3 separate regions of the Mus musculus genome follow, and regions 2 and 3 are each linked to region 1. A link is a contact called in public Hi-C and promoter capture Hi-C data. All regions are on one chromosome and are shown on one strand. Each heading gives the region's core, a stretch centred on a gene start, on an enhancer-like site or on the middle of the called end of the contact. The rest is flanking DNA. Distances are from core to core; before and after follow the strand shown.

Evidence for each region. Promoter capture Hi-C pulls out the DNA fragments that hold promoters and counts their contacts. A called contact is a pair of places that touch in the nucleus more often than the background predicts.
Region 2: a contact with region 1 is called in a promoter capture Hi-C map of neural stem cells. The contact joins the promoter of Amfr here to the enhancer-like site in region 1. A contact is called at or near these places in 11 of 39 promoter capture datasets (the 3T3-L1 cell line, 3T3-L1-derived adipocytes, the C10 cell line and 6 more), 1 of 15 datasets of contacts at CTCF or cohesin (the NIH/3T3 cell line), 1 of 484 Hi-C or Micro-C datasets (embryonic stem cells) and 5 of 115 datasets of contacts at active chromatin or transcription factors (embryonic basal ganglia, embryonic forebrain, embryonic stem cells and 2 more).
Region 3: a Hi-C map of cerebral cortex shows a contact between it and region 1, with 1.8 times the contacts expected there. The contact joins two enhancer-like sites. A contact is called at or near these places in 16 of 484 Hi-C or Micro-C datasets (the 3T3-L1 cell line, 3T3-L1-derived adipocytes, brain and 11 more), 6 of 115 datasets of contacts at active chromatin or transcription factors (astrocytes, cardiomyocytes, embryonic stem cells and 3 more) and 1 of 9 other capture datasets (embryonic stem cells).

The regions. Positions count from the first base shown.
Region 1 is chr8:93,597,262-93,601,305 of GRCm38.p6, forward strand. The region is part of intron 8 of Gm26843 (a long non-coding RNA gene); the gene reads right to left. Among named protein-coding and RNA genes, the nearest start is that of Ces5a, 63 kb to the left of the region's middle. Within about 2 kb of position 1,685, at least 39 of the 459 cell types and tissues checked have an H3K27ac peak or open chromatin away from gene starts, as enhancers often do. A contact at or near this core is called in cerebellum, cerebral cortex, neural stem cells and 1 more, where this site is marked.
Region 2 is chr8:94,010,592-94,014,635 of GRCm38.p6, forward strand. It overlaps Amfr (autocrine motility factor receptor), which reads right to left and starts at 2,049. Exons shown (of 14, transcript NM_011787.2): 1 at 1,628-2,049. The coding sequence starts at 1,870.
Region 3 is chr8:93,971,623-93,975,666 of GRCm38.p6, forward strand. It overlaps Amfr (autocrine motility factor receptor), which reads right to left. Exons shown (of 14, transcript NM_011787.2): 12 at 3,114-3,197; 13 at 2,437-2,621; 14 at 1-1,692. The coding sequence ends at 1,545. Among named protein-coding and RNA genes, the nearest start is that of Amfr, 39 kb to the right of the region's middle. Within about 2 kb of position 1,874, at least 30 of the 459 cell types and tissues checked have an H3K27ac peak or open chromatin away from gene starts, as enhancers often do. A contact at or near this core is called in cerebellum and cerebral cortex, where this site is marked.

The sequences.
Region 1 (4,044 bases), core at 435-2,934:
CAATAAGTCAAAGCCATGGCAACAAGAGAGGGTCTACCCACACCCATCCCACGCTGAGGTGTACAGATGGGAAGAGTTAATGGTCCTATTCTACCAAACATTCAAGAAAGCTGTAATTCCATTCACTGCACTATACCAGGGAAATAAAGGCTACTCAGTTCATTTCATGTGTCTAGCACAACGAAGTACCAAAACTAGACAAGGAAAAGGCAGTGGATATGGGGTGAAAGACACCATTTTGTTTAGGAGTAAACATATAAAATCCCTACATAAAACATCAGAAAATCAAAACCAGTAGTTTATTAGAGCCAGGATGTAAGGCGAATACAAAATTAAAAAACAATCCAGGTGACTCAATAGACTAAAATCATCTCAGCGAATGATTTTAACACGCTGAAATTTGATAAACTTTTAATACTTTTTTTTTTATTGAAACAACAAACGACGCTTGTTTGCCCTGGACTCACAGCACAGGTGATAGCTGGAGACAGGATCAGAGCAGATGCTCAGAAGCACTGCTACTTATTAATGTTGTACTCAAAGCTTGCTCAGTGACAGACAAGAGAAGGAAATAAGAAATTCAACACTCAACAGAAAGAGACAAAGCTGTTGATATTTGCAATCAGTATAATGACCTACATCAAAAACATACAAGCGCCAAGATATTCATGTAATTAAACATGAATTCATCAAAAGAAGTGTGTGTGAAATTAGCAAACAACATTAATAGTTTCCGTGTAACACGGAGATAACTAATTAGAACACGTATTGTTATAATTTTTTAACAACAACAACAACAAAATAAAACAAAACTGAAAAATATACCAGATGTGAGTTTAATAAGAAATGTCAGCAGGAAAAAAAGGTGGACTACTTTAAGATGTGAAAGAAAACACAGAGTGAAGCCTAGGATTTGAACCCAGAGCTTTGTACACAAAGTGCTCTACCACGGAGCTCCGTCCTCAGCTAAGATACTATCCTAAGTCCTATTTCTCTTACAGTGTGCCAGCTTACATAATCAATGCTGAAAGCAAAAGCCCACCTTTGAGCCAATCCACTACGATCTACAGATCTGGTACTTCATCAGCAGTTGAAGAAGTTGAGAAAATGTCTTTTCAAAAAACCAAGATGAGGCTTTGCATGGGGAGCAGAAAGAGAGGCTGAGGTAAGTAAAAGACAAAGGTTGCAGTCTTGGAAAAGTTTCTCCTTGCTGGCCCTGACCAAGGTGACACCCAGAAGTGGGAGATGAGGCTCCCCCCCCAACCCCACGCATGCCCCACAAAACCTCTGTGGCCAAACAGATGGTGCAGCACATTTTTTAAACTGCTTTTAACACAGTAACTGTTCTTTGCTGCTTGCTCTTTATGCCTTTAGTCAAAAGTCTCACCAGCTGTCACCATCAAGGAAAATGTCAGGGGCTGTGTCTGCCTATGCCTGTGCTCAACGCAGGGGGGACAGGGAACCAGGAGCCTCACCTCGCTGTAGGCACAGCTGGTAAGGTGGTAAAAGACGTGGGATCCTCACAGAATGAATGTAAATAAGTACGTGGCAAATCCTTCCCCACCTTTCCAGGGACTAAATGTATCTCCTTCCTATTCCCGTTCTTCCCTGGCACATCTCACTGAGGCCAGTGTTAGTATTCCCACTCCGTAGAAACAACAGTGGCGAGGCCTGGCAAAGAGCCCCGCAATCGACCCTCGTGTGATCCTTTCCTAATCTGGACCTCACTGTCACAATGAAGCTGGCCAGATGTCCTCTGAAGGCGCTCTGAGCAGGGCTCTGGATTCTTGCCTGATGTCAGCAAAGTATTCCTGAGCCCTCTCTGACCACCACAAGGACAGCCTACTAAATCCCAAGAAATCCAAGCCTCGGGACTGCAAGAGGCTGCCAAACTCCTGCCCCTTGTTTCTTCCACACCCATCACTAGCATGTTGAAATGGCTACCAGACAGGGAAAAGAAAAGAATCTCGATTAATAATTTGCTGAACCAAATCCCCACAGCCTTTCAAATTACACAGACTGATGGAGAATTTGGGAGATGTGTTTAAAATTTCCCGTTTAACCATGTAATTGTTTTTACTCCCAGTTATCTTCTCTTGGAAACGTATGCTTGACTTACTGAATAAATCTTTCTCCCCATTTGAAATCATCCATTAGCAGTAAGCAACTGACACTCCATTGCGCACAATGAATTTCATTGCCGCTAAGTTGCCACGTGCTATGTGGTGGAGAAGAGGCACTGCCGGCAAGATCTCTCCATGTCAGGGGCAGGCTCGGAGCTCAGCCCGGAAACCTGCTTCCAATCTGCTAATCTCTGCTCATTATGCTAGCTCTGGATTCTTCCAGCATCGAGGTGGCCATTCTGGAGGGCTGATCTGAAGAGACAGTCTCTAAAGATGTTTCTTTCTTTCTTTTTTTTTTTTTTTTTTTTTTTTTTTTTTTTTTTTTTTTCTGTTCCAGGGATTGAACTGGGTTCCGGGCAATAGCTGCGTCTGGCTACCTACCTTTGGACCAACATACACAGTAAACCTAGCAAGAACTGGGCTTGCCCTTGGGCTTGATGCGAAGCCTCAGTGAGCCTGCTGCCTTGACACAGACATCCGGTCTTCTTGAGCATCACATATGCGGCATTGTCAATAGAGAAAAGTCAAATGTGTTTACTTCTTTCTGCACTGCTGCCAGCTGGCCGCACTCTCGGGGGACACTGATGCTGAGCTTACAAACAGTGACTTCTCTTGAGCTTACTGTCAACAAGTGGCTCCAGCATGGGGAGGAGGGACTGAATCATTGCCCCTGGGGACCTCCGAATCAGAGCTGAAAGACCTCAGCAGCAGCAGCCAGACTCTAGGATTTCTCAGGCTGCTGCCCTTGCATCATGTATGAAGCCTTCCGAACACATTCACGCCCCTTCACATGATGGGAAATGCTGACTTTTCAATCACACATTTAAACAGATCAGAGAACCTGGAAGGAGCATTTAAGTCTCTTCACACCTAGTCCAATTATAGTATTATTTACGCTCATTGTCTTCATCACTTGGAGACGGAAGCTTGAATTACTGAGTAAATCCAAAGCTGTAAGCTGGCCCTGCCCTTCTGACTCTCCAAGGATCACACAGCCATTGCTGGGGTATCCTTAGTTCTGAGAACAGTCATGTGGCTGGCTTGCTGGCTATCAACACTGCCTATAAGGGAAACAGAGGTTAATGGAATTAGAGCTAGATGAACTACTATAAATTTAAGTTTATTCCATAGATGTGATCTACCAAACGTGCCAACTTAGCCACACAGGCCACTCCAAAATATTTTTGATTTCCTTTGTCTGACACCATGATAAGAAAATACCATCATTGACTTGAAAAAAGGTCGGAAATGAAAAAGGCTATTTTTTGGTTTTGTTTTTTGTTTTTGTTTTTGTTTTTACTAAGTATATATCACTTTTTGCACCATCAAAAGGTCAAAGCCATATGTCCAATCCAGAAGTCAGGGATCAATTACTAAGATGTGGGAAATTTATCATTTAACACAGATTTACTGGCTGTGGACCTTCAGATATCAGAATTACTTTAAAAACAAACAAACAAACAAACAAACCTCTGGGCTGTAACAATGGGCAGCTAAGATTGAAAATGGCTGATTTGGGCATTTTACAAAAGGAAAATGACCCAGGGAAGTATTAGGAATTATTATCCCAAGTCACAGAGGAAGGCAGTGGGGAGTGTCAGACCCCAAGTCTCCATCAGCTGTGAGCTCCCGGCGTATTCTGAGATACATGTGGACTATGAACTAACTCAACTCCAGAGCGTTGGCACCATCCAAGGTCTAGCACAAGACCCTGGAAACACCTGTCACCTGGCAGGAGACCAGCAGCTGTCAGTGCAGCAGATCTGATGACAGTATGTTTAGCAAAAAGAATTCAGATCCTTCCTGTTTTACCTCCTGCCTGTTAAATCGCACCATCGACCCAGCAGGTAACAACTCCTGGGTTTACTAGAAATGTTTTGAGAGTGAGTCCGAGGTCCTTTCTCATATCCCTCGCTTGGAG
Region 2 (4,044 bases), core at 799-3,298, 410 kb after region 1:
TGTCTAAGGCCTATGAGTGAGGCTCAAGAAGCATCCATTTTGACAAAGGCCCACCACACTGACACTCAGTGTTACCTGCCAGGAACAGGGGAGGTTTTTAAAGAGTGTGAGGCATAGCTGCGCAAAGTAAGTACTAAACGATAAACAAAACTCACAGCACACACAAGATAGATCTGGGCAGACACCATGAGTGCCAAAACTCCAGAGGACATGCAAGAAAACCGAATAAAGCTCAACTGAGAAATAAGGATTCAAAGGAGGGGAAGGAATGATCAATCTATATGAGGTAAGACTGTGCAAAGAAAAAGAACATTCTTTAAAATGACAATTCTCAGAAACGCCAAAGGGAAGGCCTTAGATTAATGTTTTATGAAATGTTATTAACCTTGGAATTTGAACGTGGGTTTTGCAAGAAGAAACTTACGAAAAAAAAACATTAAACAATACTATTGGCTGTTCTAGTAATAGAATAATGGTTCCAGCTTAAAACAAGGTATCAACGACTACATACACTATAGTCTTCACCCTTGTCAAAAGCACTCCCAACATAATAATTCTAAGTTGTTTACCCTAAAGACGAACAGTTCATCTTTTCTTAGGAGTAGAGAAAGGGGAACTTTGCCCTTCACTGCCTTCTATGAAACTATGCACCAAAGGACCAGGAGGCGTCATCTGCAGCCCACGAAGTTCACAAATCCCGCTGCTTCCTGATGAAGCACAGTGGGAATAATTACAACAAATGAGTTGCATTATAGTTCTACAAACTTATAACATTAACCCCTCAGTCATTTACAGCCTTCTCTAGGCGCCGTGTGGGGAGATACGATCCCCACCAAGCCACAGGAAATCCAAGTGACAATTTTTTAAATCCGGGAGCAACTTTTCCTATTTCTGAGGGTTCATAGAAGAGGCACTCAAGTGCAAGGTGAGAGCAAAATTTTCTCAGATCTGCCCAGCCTAAAATGATGTAACAAACGAAGCCAGTACTTGTGGCATGTGGACATTGCTTATCTCGCACCGGCAGACAAACTAGAACCCTTGTTTCAAAATGGATCGCTAAACGGAGGAATCGCGTTCAAAGGAGGGGCTGCCACACCGACCCGAAAGTGTTTTGCTGCTTTCTGTCAAAAAGGGAACAGTCACAAACCATCGCGGGGGGTGGTTGGGGGTGAGATAAAAGGACGTAGCTGGTCTGTTTGCTTCGTTAAATAGCGCCCATCGGGACTAACGCATTGACAAATAGCACCATTTCGAAGTTGTCTGGCGAAGAGTAAAATGTCCCCCTAACTTCGGCCTTCTCTTCGTCGGCGAGCCGCCCCCAACAACGCCGAGCTAAACCGGACGTGTCGCGGCTTCTCACAGCCTCGGGTCGCCGCACCCCGCCGCCCTGGAGCCCGCGGGTCCGACCGCCCTTGCCTCGACTGTTCTCCCCGGCATCCCGACACCTTCTCTCCGCGGCCCGCCACGCTCGCAGCGCCGCTGGGCCTCGAGCCCCACGCGAGGGCCGCGGTCCCCGGGCCGAGGAGGCCGGGGTCAGGGCCCGGCCACGCCCCCCTGCGGATAATGGGTGACATGGCGGCTCCCGCCCGGCCGCCCGCCCCCGCGCCCGGCCCGCAGCCTCGCTCACCCACACGAACAGGCTGTCCGACAGCAGGTACTGGGCCACGTCGCGGGCCCGGGGGCCGCCGGCGGTCAGGCGCGCCTCGGGCTGCAGTGGGGCCGTTAGCGGCTCCGGCTCACCCGAGCCGTCCTCCGGCTGACTGAGGGCGCGGTAGGCGCTGACGATGGTGCCCAGCAAGGCCAGGCCGCTGAGGCCCGTGTAGGTGCGGAGGCTGGGCCACGGGAAGCGCTCGAGGAAGAGCAGCGGCATGGCGGCAGCGACGGGCTCCGGCCCCCGAGGCTTCCCGCGCTGCGGCCAGGCGCCTGCGGCGGCCTTGCGAAAGGCGCCCACGGGCTCTGGCGTCGCTGCCGCTGCCGCTGCCGCCGCCGCTGCGCCGGGCCGAGCCGGGCCGCTCCTAGCTGCTCGCGCCGCTCCGCCCCGCGCCGCTCCCGCTGCTGCCCCTGCCGGCGCGGAAGAGCCTCGGCGGACTCGGGGCGGGCCGCCGCCCCTAGCGGGACGCGGGCGGGACGGGCGCGGGGGCGCGGCCTTCGTCCCCCGCCCACAGCCGGCGCTCTGCAACCCCGAGAGCACAGGACCCGGCCTGGGGCCCCGCGTCCCGGCCCCCTGCAGCATCCTTGGCGACCCTGGGCCCACTGAAGCCACGAGCGCACCCGAGCCGGGCTCTGGGGTGAGCCTGGCCCGTAGGCAATGACGGCAGGCCTGTGTGCGTGGTCAGGCGGCAGGGTGAGGGTGCGGGACCCCTGCCCCTGGCCACTTGTCGCTTGTTCCTCCCCGCCAAAGCTGGTAAACCCGCCATCCCACCACCCTGTAGACTAGAGGCTTCCTTGGTGTCCTAAAGAAGCGACATGATGCTTAGGAAATAAGAGAAGCCTTGAGATAGAATATTTTTAAAACGGAGGAACCAATTTAACCAGAAATAAAAATCTGTTCCCTCTTAGCTACAAGTAAGAATGTCAAATGCTGCTTAGTTTCTTGGAAAATACCTGTTCCTAAAAGGTAAACCAAAGGGTGACCTTCGTCCTGGCAGTTACACTGCTTGTTAAGTAAACATCCAAGAGAAATGAAAACAGACACCCACACAAAGTCCCTACATTGAGGCTGACAGTAGCACTACTCCTAAAAACCAGAGAGGCAAACCTCGAATTATAGCGTTTGAAAATAAAGTACAGATAATGCTACAATATCAGAGAATGTTGACGATGTCTGAATCAAGCCACACACAGATATCTAAATTCTGTGTGACCACGCTGATAAGACAAATGCATGCAATGTAGAGTAGAAGGGGAGTTTGAAAGAACTGGAGGTGACAGCTAAAGAAGTGACAGGTTGGGGTACTAGTTTCCTGAAGTGAGAATTTCTAAAGTTGCTGTTATACAACTATGAATACACTCAAAGTCACTGAATTGTACACTATAAACAGCAGGTTATATCTATGTGAATTACATAAGATAACATAGGGTACAGTTTTTAATTATTATATCCCCGAGCCATGTGTTAGTGCCTATCCCAGAATGTAGCTCTGTAAACAGCTTTGAATTTTCCAAATTTTCTAATGTGGAGAAATTGTCTTTGTAGTATTTTTTCATGCCAAATATTTCTATAGATCTTTTAAATCTGAAAATTAACCACTGTTATAATTCTTAAAAACATCTCATCATGAGTCTTTGTACAATATAGTTCCCTTTGGTTCGTTCCCAGTCATTTGCAACATGGCTTGTGAGATGAACCATTTGCTACAAACTGGAGTTTGATTCTCATAACTCCCCCAAGTTGTCCTCGGACTTCCATATCTGTGTCTCCCCCACACATAACTAAATGTAAAAATAAAATACCAAGCCGGAACACTATTGTCCAAATAATGGAAATCTTTATTCTGAAAAAAACTTGGGTGGTAATTTTCCAGAGAGATTTTTACAAGGTCAGATCTGAGTCACGATGATTTTTAAACCATTCATTTGTGATGCACACTCAATGTAAGCTACAACCCAGCAGTATTAGATACCAAACTTGTCCTTTCATATTGATGATAACAAAGCTGCCTTCTTTCATCTCAGAAGCGTGGGCTCTCTGAAAATCCAGCATCTGTAACAGATGAAATTAACCCAGCTCAGCTACACTTTAAGATAAGGCCAAAGATTTTGGATGGCTTCTGTTTTGAAAGAGAACAGTCATTGTTCTATTCCTTTACCCTCAAGAAAGTGCTCTGCATGTCATCCTTCCTTCGAGGACCTGTTTGAGATGCTTGTTCTCAGTCTAACCCAGTCTGGCCTCCAGCTCTCGGCAATTCCCCTACTGAAACTCCTGTTAGGGTTAGAGAATGGAGGGCATGAACCACCACACCCAAGCAAACACCTTCTGTTTCCCGAACCCTTTTCCTCCTCCTTCCCTCCTTCCCTCCCTCCCTCTCCTCTCTGCTGCACTAC
Region 3 (4,044 bases), core at 624-3,123, 370 kb after region 1:
TGGAAAGGTGTCAAAGACAAGCTCAGTGCTTCCTCCTCCAAGTAAAACACAGGAGCGACCACGCCCTCCCAGTTGAACAGCATTATAAACCACGCCCCTCCCAGTTGAACAGCATTATAAACCCCAACCCAAACGGCACACACAGAGCAGCGTGGGACTCCACTGCCCCCACACCACACTACAAGAGATTTTCCTTTTTATTATTGTTGCTTTACAATAAAAACAAATTGCTACGCTCTCAGCAAAACAAAGTAAAACAAAACAAAAACCCACAGGAATTTAACTAACAGCAGTTCAAGGTAAGGCTTTTGAAAGATTTATTGAAATAAATTATCTTCACCTAGGCGCCTGTTATCCTTTCTCAGTTACTTATCAACAGTCTAAAAACTTCCAGGTATGTAAAATACATTTAACTTTGCCAATAATTTTAGATAATACTGGATTTTTCCCAAAAGGACTACCATAAAACTATGTTTTGAAACATTAAAAAAAAAAAACCTTAATCCAATGGGACATAAAACTATGTATCCTATGATTGCATGTTTCAAATCCTTAAATACGTGGAGAATTTGAGCCGATCTGGGACCGAGTCTGCTTGAGGCATGTGGATTATTCAACATCCTCTGTTTCCGTTTAATGAGACCCACAGGAACAAAAGCAGGGAACTCAAGGGCTCCAGGGACAAAGATACGAAAGGTGTTTCTTCAGCAGTGTCCTCCAAACACCCCTGCCCTTGCTGGGCAGGCCCCATGCCTTTTTCCAAGGATCAAACCCATATGTTTAGCATAGCCTAATTGGGTTGACCAAGGAATTAAAGTCATAACCAAAGGAAAGGAAGAGGCGGCAGCCATGGGGGCAAGCTTCTGTGATGCGAGAGCACCAGAGTGACGGAAGTGAAGCCAGCTGGGGACTGGGCTCAGATTGGTCCTGAATGTTAAGGGCAGAAAAGGGCCTCCTCATTCTGCAGCCCTGAGCTTCCTCTTTCTACTCCAGGTACCAAACCAGTTCTTTCTACACCATGTCCTGCTGGTCTAGAGGTCCAGGCGCCTGTGGGACTGGCCTCCTCCCTAAGCACAGCATTTAATCGTAGGCTACTTTGCCATAGTGGTGGTCAGGCTCCTGCTGCGCACCTTCTGACTGCTGTTATGCACCCTCCCCAAGATCCGTGCTTCCTTCCAGCTGTGGTGCTAAAATACTCAACATCTGCTGTGGTTTATATCAAAACAGAAATTCAAACTAGCTGCTGCAGGCAGGCGAGCGCCCCAGTGCCCACTTCTTTTTGCTCGTCCCCTACTCCCAACAAGTCCAGTCAACACCAGAAGAGGCCATGCCTAGAGTTAAAATGTGCAATGTTTCTAAGGGGAAGAGAAATGTCACAAAGAAAGTATTACAAAGGATTAAATTTGTCAGCTGTCCACACACTAAAGACCACATGCTTTATGCAGCAGCAATGCAGTCGCAGGTCTCCACACAGCAGGCAGAACTGGGACAGGCCTCTTCCGGTAGGTAGAGCTGGGCAGGAGGCTGAGGAAGGTGAGGAAGCACTAGGTTGTCCGTTGCCTCTGAAGTCTCCGCTCAGCAGCGGCTGCCAGCATCCTTCGGCGCAGGGTCACGGGGTCAGAGGATGTGCCTTCAGAAGGGAGGAGTCTCTCTGAGGCCCCATCATCTTCAGAACTTTTGTTTAAGAACCGCCTATAAGAAATAAAGCCACAAGAGAGAGAAAGATGGGAAACGGGAAGACAGTTTCCCCTTCTCCACAGGCATCTTCACAAAGCTGTCACTCAAGCCCATCCTGTGATGAGAAGAGCCTTGCCCATGGCTCGGGTACAGTGCAGCTCAGCAGCAGGGCGCTTGCTCAGTGTGTGTAAAACCCTGTACTCAACCCAAAACTATAAAAGGAGAGGAAGCGAGGAAGAAGGCAGAGCCAAGAAGGATGCAGAGGGAAGAAGCCAGGCAGGAGGCCAGCACAGACTCGTCCATGGATGAACATAATTCCCAGGGAGAGGATGATCAAATGGCAGTTCAACTTTCTCTGCTCTCCCTCTCTCCCTCCCACAGACAGCACTGGGTCTTATGGCAACAGGTCTGTGCAAGGCCCACAACCCAGCTGCAAGAACTGAAGTAAGTTTCTTCCCACCCCCAAGCACAGTGCATGCTCCAGCCACCACCAACTGCAGGGAACTCATGGATCGCAGGTGCCTGGCTCAGACTGCCGGTCCAAGGAACAGTGCTCAAGAGGAATCTTAAAGGCAGACCTCCCTCGGGTCCTGGCAGGATTAACCACCCTAAGTATCGGTTTATTACCTGTGTCTGTCACATGGGTTAACAGTGTTCCTCCTCAGAGCCAATTCAGGTATAGGCTGAGACACATTGGCACCCGACTGCCATCTGCCCCGTAACTTATGTGTGCCAACTAGGGCTGGAGAATCAACTCACTTTCGAGCCTGCTGCAGGAGGTCATCCTTGCGCTGAACTAACATGCGCTGTCTCTCATCAGCAGACTTGGAGAAGCGGCTTCCACGGGCCTCAAAGTCTTCCACCTCAATAGGCTCTAGTTCTACCTCACTGAAGTCCAAGGTCTCCTCTAGGCGAGGACTGAGGTCCAGTGGTACACGCTCCGTCTGGACAGAGAGGCAGCTGTTAACACAGGCCTTTGCCTTCCCTTGACAAGTGCACCCCTACACAAGTGTCTGCTGGAACTTTTGCCAGACAGGAAGCAGAAGCAGGAGTCTTGGGCTCTGAGGAGGCATACCACCAGGGCCTGCTCCAATCACGAATGTGATACGGGAAACGGGACTCTAACAGTGGGGTCTAGCAGGCAAAAGTAAGTTACTAGTGTCAGGCCTTCCAAGGTGATAACCCTCTCCTGTCTCTGCCCTGCTCACTGCTTTCTAGCCTGTGATGATGAAATTTCCTCCATCAAAAGATCTGGTCACCATGAACTCAACTACCCCAGCACACCTCCCCACTGTGACAGACTAAAACTCTCTCCAACTATTAACCAGAATACACAGCTCTTCCCTTAAGCTGTTGCTGCCAAGGGCAAGGTGGCCGTAAGTAACGCAGGACCACGCTGCACTCCTGCAGCACAGCTCCTGGTAAGCTGACCTCACCTGGACAGAAGCTTCTCCCTCCTCCAGGTCAGGGCTGGGCCTCTCCACTGGGCTGTTCAGTGCAGGCCTCAGGCTATCCGACCGCTGAAAGAAAGCATGCAGTCATTCAGGGTGGGGTGACAAAGGGGCAGGTGACAGTTTTCGACACAGCTCACAGCCTGAAAGGTGAGACGAAGGATGTGGAGGCCCTCATGGAGTTCCATGTTTGAGAGTAGTTAGTAACTGCTCCATATTCAGCTTCCTGTTCAATAATAGTGATTGCACAACAAAAGCAAGGGCAAAGGTCAACTGCGCGGAGTAAACACTGTTCCCGGTTTTCATAACCTTCCTAAAGTGCTCTGAAGCAGGCATTGCAATTAAGTCTCCAGACTAGAGATGTTCTGGGTCCTCCCCACAGGCTTTATCGCTTAAGGTCTGAGTACCTTCATGTCTGCTGTCTGGTTTATGTGTTTCACTGACAGCCCTATCCAGCCATATGAGGCAACTCTGCCAGCTCCAAAGGCAGCTAACAATCAGGTCAGAGAGCTGAGACCCAAGGGACCATATAGCTAGCACCTTAGCCCAGCTGTCTCCAAAGGCTACACTCGTCAAAAGAGCTTCATCTTTTTGAATTGTATTGATATATTTCTGTTCACTTATAGGCTGTACACAGGAACTTTTGGTAGATGACTGTCTGGCCTTATATTACATTCCTCAGTATTACTGAAGGCTCCTCTCTTGCTTTTTCTGTGCCTCTCTCAGAGGCCGAGTGATGAGGCACAAACTCTGACCTTTTTAATGAAGTCCAAAGTCCAAGCCTCAGCTCCCTGAGAGATGTGAACTGTCACTAACACACCACATGATGTACAACCAGCCTTCTCTTGGAGTGCCAGTGCTCCATAAACCATAGCCCCATGTTCGCCCCTCTCTACTTCTACAAAGAATGTTTTAC